Regions from separate parts of the Danio rerio genome. Here region 1 is linked to region 2. Evidence: chromatin contacts called from public Hi-C data. All regions are on one chromosome and are shown on one strand. The core of a region is the stretch at or near the end of the contact, and the rest is flanking DNA. Distances in the headings are between cores, read along the strand shown. Region 1 holds the start of itga11b (integrin, alpha 11b). Region 2 holds the start of ciao2a (cytosolic iron-sulfur assembly component 2A).

Region 1 (3,750 bases), core at 201-2,700, 260 kb after region 2:
CTGAATCTATAAACTATAGCCTACTAGTGTCTATTTTCAAGCTACTAAGTATGCTAATGTGACTGTCTATTTAATAGTTTAATGAATGAGTGTTAGTTATCCAATTAATAATGAACTAGTTTGCATTACTTAGCACTAGTACGTAATTAAACATATACCGATACCTTAAAAAAACACTCTTGCTTACTCGTTAAACTCATTGATATTAATTGAATAACTCCATTAAACGTTTAAATAGACACTCATACTTACGTAGTATATCTTTGGTATTAGGTAATTAGTTTTAATGTTGAAAGAGATTGCCATATAATTATTATTACATGTTATATAACACTTTTTAATTAGATAATCTTTCAGTTTCGTCTTCTGTACAGCATTATGATTACAATAAAGGCATTACTATCCACATACAAAATCTTCAGCAATATCTTACATGAGTTTCATAAGAAATCCCAACTTTGTATTAAACTTTGGGTATTTTTGAATGATTTATATTGAGATTTATTAGATGTATTCACTAGCAACGATTAGAAAGACTAGAAAATTTTTTTGTCATTAAATTATATCGATAGTTCAGTTACGAAGTTTTTCTTACTTAGTTTTCATCATTATAATGTCTAAGCATTTTTAAATCAAAATAAATGTTCTTGAGATCCCAAATGCATGCAATTAGAAGTATTTCTTTATAAAAATATTATCAAAATACATAAAATGACTGCCAACGGAGTCTACAAAATCAATATTGTGAATTAAACCTATATTTGTGGCCCCACCACATAAGATTTATTAAGAAACACATATTAAGAAGCATTTTAAGAAAATATGACTTATGATATAAGTATTTTTACTTCTAATATAAATGCATAATTAAAAAATGCTTCAATTTTTATACTAGAAACCAAGATTAAAGCTAATACACGAGAAACCATATATATTTTTAATAATATTCCTACAGGATGACAACTTGTGACTCATTTAAATCTGCTTTTAGTTTTCCAAAATGAACCCAAAAAGCAAAAATCATTGACTTTATATTATATTATTATTATATTGTATTATTTTTTATTATATTTGTTATATTAATATTATTATATTATATTATACTATATTATATTATATTTTATTGTTATATTATATTACATTTATTATATTTGTTATATTATTATTATATTATATTATACTATATTTTATTTATTTATTATTTTATTATATTATATTATATTATATTATATTATATTATATTATATTATATTTTTATTTATTTATTATATATATTTATTTATTTATTATTTATTTATAAGTTTTAGTGCAAATAATCTCACTGTTTTTTGCTGAGAGTAAATGCAGTAGCAGACTCACCTGGCATGAGTGCGCTGACCCACAGCAGCAGCAAGTGTGTGTACTCCATCAGCATGTGTGTGTGTGTGTGTGTTTGAGTTTCTCTGCTCTCTGATGGAGTCCTGAAGCGCAGCAGAGCTTGATGTGGAAGGAGGAGCTACAATGACATGAAAACTGAGAGAGAGAGAGAGAAAGAGAGAGAGAGAGAGAGTCTGGAGCACCTGAGAGCTGTGCTTATTACTGACCTCATGCTTTTACTGCTCGCTCGCCCACTCTATTTCTCTCTCTCCCCTCCTCTTTCTCCATCCAGATGTCTAGCAGTGGAAAATCAAGATATATTGGATAGGAAACACCACAGATGTGCAAATTTATTTTCAGAGGATGGAGATGTTACACTCCAAAAGCTGAAATTGAGCTTAGAAATGGCTGGTTAATTTTACTGTATATTGAATGAGCATAGAATTCAATTCATTCATTTTCCTTTGGCTTACTCCATTATTTATTCGGGGTCGCCACAGCGAAATGAGCCGCCAACTATTCCGGCATACATTACACTCTCGGAAATAAAGGTACAGTAGCTGTCACTGGGGCAGTACCTTTTCAAAAGGTACATATTTGTACCTAAAAAGTCCTTAGTGGTACCTCAAAGGTGCATATTAGTACCCAAATGCACCTAAAATGTACCTTTGAGGTACCAATATGCACTCTTCAGGGACAAATATGTACCTTTTGAAAAGGTACTGCCCCAGTGACAGCTCTTGTACTTTTATTTCTGAGAGTGTACCTGACATATTTTAAATCTTGTTGTGGATCTCAGCTGTAAGATTAACAGATAATAACTTATATATAACTTATATAACTAACAGATATTTATGATGAATCATCTGCTGAGCTGCATCCCAATCATCACCAATACTGCAGAAGACCTACTGGAACCCACATGCACCAAGATTCTCACAGAAACCAGTCAAGTTTGGTGAAGGAGAAATCATGGTTTGGGGTCATTCAGTATGGGGGTGTGCGAGAGATCTGCAACATCAACAGCCTGAGGTATCAAGACATTTGTGCTGCCCATTACATTGCACGTCCTGATTCTGCAGTGTTCCAGGGTCAACAAAGGTGGAGCTTGTGATAGTTTCAACCAATCCATACAATGTTTCAACCAATCAGATGTCCGTGTGTGCGGTAGCTGGTCACGTGACGACGCGATAGCGCAAATTTAGGCGGCAGTTTTTTAATCCCATCCTGACGGCATCATCGCGATCTGGGAAGGTAAGTTAATTTCCTCAATATTTGCATCTAAGACTACTTATTACTCAATAAAGGATACTGGTTGTAATTTCGTGATGGATCTGTTCGGTAAAATCCTCAAATAAGGCATAAATCGTTTGAAACCCTCGTTTTTGAGGCCGTTATAAGAGCCGTCAGACCGAGGGAGAGAGCCGTTTTTTTCCTGTGATCTAACGTTATTATTATTAATAATGATATGATTATAATAGGCTAAAGATAATATTGAAATGTTTTGTATAATAAAAATGATTTTAAAAATAGTTGTAAGCCCAGACCATCTTTCTTTTTATAGCTCATGTAATATTAGACAGACAACGCTTGATCACAGTATAATAATAATTATTATTAAAATAACAACAACAACAACAATAATAATAATGCATAAATAATGATAAAAATAATAGGCTAATAATAATAATAAAATGTTTTGTTAGCACAGGGCCATGATTCATTATATACTATAATAATAATAATAATAATAATAATAATATAAATAACGATGATAATATCGGGCTAACATTTTTAATAACAATAATAATGTATTAATAGTAATGAAAATAATAGACTAATAATAATAATAATTAGATATCTTGTTAGCCCAGGGCCATCATTCATTATATACTATAATAATAATAATAATAATAATATAAATAACGATGATAATATCGGGCTAACATTTTTAATAACAATAATAATGTATTAATAGTAATGAAAATAATAGACTAATAATAATAATAATTAGATATCTTGTTAGCCCAGGGCCATCATTCATTATATACTATAATAATAATAATAATAATAATAATAATAATATATAAATAACGATGATAATATCGGGCTAACATTTATAATAACAATAATAATGTATTAATAGTAATGAAAATAATAGACTAATAATAATTAGATATCTTGTTAACCCAGGGCCATCATTCATTATATACTATAATAATAATAATAATAATAATAATAATATAAATAACGATGATAATATCGGGCTAACATTTAAAATAACAATAATATTGTATTAATAGTAATGAAAATAATAGACTAATAATAATAATAATTAGATATCTTGTTAGCCCAGGGCCATCATTCATTATATACTATAATAATAATAATAAT
Region 2 (4,137 bases), core at 1,146-3,645:
AATATTTAATAGATAAATCATAAATTAATAAATAATTAAATATTAATTAAATAAATAAACAAAATAAATAATTAGATAGGAAATTAATAAATAAACAAAAATAAATAAATTATAAATAAATAATAAATAAATATTAAATAAATAAATAATATCTAATAAAGAAAAAATTACATAAACAAAATAAATAAATAAAACACAATAAACAAATTAATAAATAACAAATAAATTAAATAAATCATAAATTAATAAACAAAATAAACAATAAACAAATAAAACAAATAAATAATACATAAATAAATCATAAATAAATCAAATAAATAATAAACAAAAATAATAAACAAATAAAATAAATTTATAAAAAAATAATAAATTAAATAATAAAAATAATACATTATTTAATTAAATAATGAAAAGATAATTAAACTAAATAATAATTATAAATAAATAATAAAATAAATGAATAATAATAAATAAATAAATCTTGAAGATATAAGAAAGCCTCACAGTGTAATAAATGCACCTTAAAAATTCTTTTCAATATTTATTATTTTGCAATAGTCTGAAGTATGTAGTGTGTAGTATGCAGAGTGTGTGTGTCCAAAGTGTGTAGTATGTATAGTGTGTGTGTAATGAGTGTTTAGTATGTATAGTGTGTGTGTGCATGTGGTGTGCTGTATGTACAGAGTTGTGTGTGTACAATATATAACATGTAGTACAGAGTATTTACAGAAAGAAAGTCAGTGTGTAAAGTATGTAATACTAAGTGTGTGTGTCTGTACAAAGTGTGTAATATGTACAGTGTGAGTGTGTGAACTAAGTGTGTAGTATGTACTGTGTTTGTGTGCACAGAGTGTGTATGTTGGTGTATAAAGTAGTATGTACAGTGTGTGTATGTGTAGAAAGACTGCAGGTCTGCTGTAGTTTGAGGTGTGTGTGACTCACTCACTCTACACAGGTGTGCAGTAGTGTATGCTCAGGTTAAGTGTGTGTGTGTGTGTGTGTGTGTGTGTGTGTATGTGTATGTGTGTGTTTGACTCACTCTACACAGGTGTGCTGTAGTCATGTATGCTCAGGTTAAGTGTGTGTGTGACTCACTCTACACAGGTGTGCAGTAGTGTATGCTCAGGTTAAGTGTGTGTGTGTGTGTGTGTGTGTGTGTGTGTTTGACTCACTCTACACAGGTGTGCTGTAGTCATGTATGCTCAGGTTAAGTGTGTGTGTGACTCACTCTACACAGGTGTGCTGTAGTGTATGCTCAGCTCCCCTGCTGTCGCTGATGTTCCTCAGACTGGTTTCCCCCTGCGCGTTCACGCAGCACAGCAGTGACGGACCCGCGCTCAGCTTCACCCTCCGCCAGTCTTTCAGCCCCACACAGAGCTCTCCATCCGCCAACAAATCCACCTCCAGCACCGCCTGAGCTCCAGCATCACTCCTGCTCAGAGCCTCCAGCATCCTGAAGATGGACAGCAGACGAGGAGGAAGAAGAAGAGGAAGATCAGCTCAGGAGCTTCCGCCGATGAGCGCGCATTATACAATAACAAACAGCACACTATGGAGATAAATAATAAACAGTCCTCGAAGATTAAACTGCAGGATTTAATCTGAAATACTGATACTGTGAGTTTCCGATCTAAACAAACCACAGCTGATCATCACATGACAACCACATGATCATAGCTACAGCAGGAGGACCAATCAAACCGGAAATAAACACTTCTACTTATGCGCGTTCATGGATAAATGAATGTAAATATCTATGATGCGCGTTCACTATGCTTATGTCAACTAACGTTACCTAAAATTATTTGCCGTGATTAGTAAATAAAAGTTTGGCTTTGTCTCTGTTTGAGTCTTTAATAAGAGCAATGTTTATTTTATGTATAATAATGCAGGTTTATTTAAACTAATCTAAATCTATACAAAACAAAATAAAGGAATTAATAAAAAAAATCAAATATTAACAATATTATCAGCAAAAATAGTGTAATTAAAATAAAAATTAATGTGGTGTTTTATGAATTTATACATTAAAAATGTTGCAAACTATAAATACTATTTTTTAATTAATTTAGCATGTGTAATACAAAACAGTAGAAGTATATTGACTAGTTTCTATGGATAATGTGTTGATATAAACAAAAATCCCCTTAATAAAGTGTATTCTATAGTCTTGGTATAAAATAATTAACGCCAAATTAATTAAAATGGTTTTTTAACATATTTTATAGTTTATTATTATTTCAAAATAACTATATAATATTTTAAAATAAATGGCATATAATCCCAAAAAACAACGCCAAAAAGTTTATATTTCCATCGACATTTCTTTGTTGATCACTCTGGTCTGCGTGAAAGAGGAAGAGCGGACGCGCATGCGCATGTCAGTGTCCGTGATGGAAATGATGGACCGGACCGGATCATGGAGCTTGTGTCCGGACTTTTGAGCAAAGCATTGTTTTTAACGGGACTTTCTAACGAGACGAATGACAAGAGACGAAAGAAGATGGAGGAGAAAGCGCTGGAGGTGTACGGTGAGCCCTGATGACCTCAATCAAGAGAAAAGTCTGTGGTGTTTTCATGGCACGATGACATTGTCAGGCGGAAATACTATAGTATTTTTATATATTACTATAGTACTGAATAATCATCTTCATGGTACTTTAAGTAGTGCCATATTACTACTTTGTTAAGTCAATAAGAAATGTGATACTGGATGTATTTTATCTGATACGTCAAAGATCATATTAACATACTGATAAACAGAAAACGGGGTATAACCATGGTACATAAATGGTGTCCGGTGTTAATGCCATGGTATTTTTGTGGTTGAGTCATTACCGTAATTATGTACTCTATTTTTCTGTCACCATGGTACATAGTTACAATTAAAAACTTGGTTTACTATGCTAAATTGATTGTGGTTGTTGTGATTGTGGTATTAAATCATTACCGTAATAACATACCATAATACTGAATCATTACCATAATCATTTACCACAGTATTTCCCACAAACTTTAAAAAATGGTCTCAAATTATCATTTAACATGGTAAAAACTGAAAAGTATGTAACTGAAAGGTATTAGCATAACCAGCAGTGATGATGCTACTTTGTAATACCATGCTATTTTCATATATACCATAATAATGAATCATTACCATAATCATTTACCAAAATATTTCCCTTAAACTTGAAGGAATGAAGTTCAACTGTTTATATTTTATTAATGTATCATAGTATTAGTATTGAATCATTACTGTAATAACATACCGTATTACAGAATCATTACCGTAATCATTTACCAAAATATTTCTCTTAAACTTTAAGAAATAAAGTTCAACTGTTTTTATATTATTAATATACCATAGTATTAGTATTGAATCATTACCGTAATAACATACCGTAATGCTGAATCATTACCATAATCATTTACCACAGTATTCCCTTAAAATTAAAGAAATAGTCCCAAATAATGATATAACATGGTAAAAACTGAAAAGTATGTAACTGAAAGGTATTAGCATAACCAGCAGTGATGATGCTACTTTGTAATATCATGCTATTATCATATATACCATAATAATGAATCATTACCATAATCATTTACCAAAATATTTCCCTTAAACTTGAAGGAATGAAGTTCAACTGTTTATATTTTATTAATGTATTAGTGTTGAAACATTACCGTAATAACATGCCATATTCCGAATCATTACTGTAATAACATACCGTAATACAGAATCATTACCGTAATCATTTACCAAAATATTTCTCTCAAACTTTAAGAAATAAAGTTCAACTGTTTATATATTATTAATATACCATAGTATTAGTATTGAATCATTACCGTAATAACATACCGTAATGCTGAATCATTAACAACAGTATTCCCTTAAAATTAAAGAAATAGTCCCAAATAATGATGGAACATGGTAAAAAACTGAAAAGGAAGGTAACTTAAAGATGCTAGCATAACTAGCAGTGATGATGCTACTTTGTAATACCATGCTATTATCATATATATATATATACCATAATAATGAATCATTACCATAATCATTTACCACAGTATTCCCTTAAACTTGAAGGAAAAGTCAAACTGTTTATATTTTATTAATTTTTCATAGTATTAGTGTTG

Evidence for each region. A called contact is a pair of places that touch in the nucleus more often than the background predicts.
Region 1: a Hi-C map of embryo shows a contact between it and region 2, with 2.9 times the contacts expected there. The contact joins the promoter of itga11b here to the promoter of ciao2a in region 2.

Annotation. Positions count from the first base shown.
Region 1 is chr25:1,822,255-1,826,004 of GRCz12tu, forward strand. itga11b (integrin, alpha 11b) reads right to left here and starts at 1,451. Exons shown (of 30, transcript XM_690467.10): 1 at 1,360-1,451. The coding sequence starts at 1,414. coro2bb (coronin, actin binding protein, 2Bb) reads left to right here. Exons shown (of 18, transcript XR_012400101.1): 6 at 2,205-2,610.
Region 2 is chr25:1,558,953-1,563,089 of GRCz12tu, forward strand. ciao2a (cytosolic iron-sulfur assembly component 2A) reads left to right here and starts at 2,396. Exons shown (of 5, transcript NM_213027.1): 1 at 2,396-2,531. The coding sequence starts at 2,420. spg11 (SPG11 vesicle trafficking associated, spatacsin) reads right to left here and starts at 1,695. Exons shown (of 41, transcript NM_001194994.1): 1 at 1,229-1,695. The coding sequence starts at 1,452.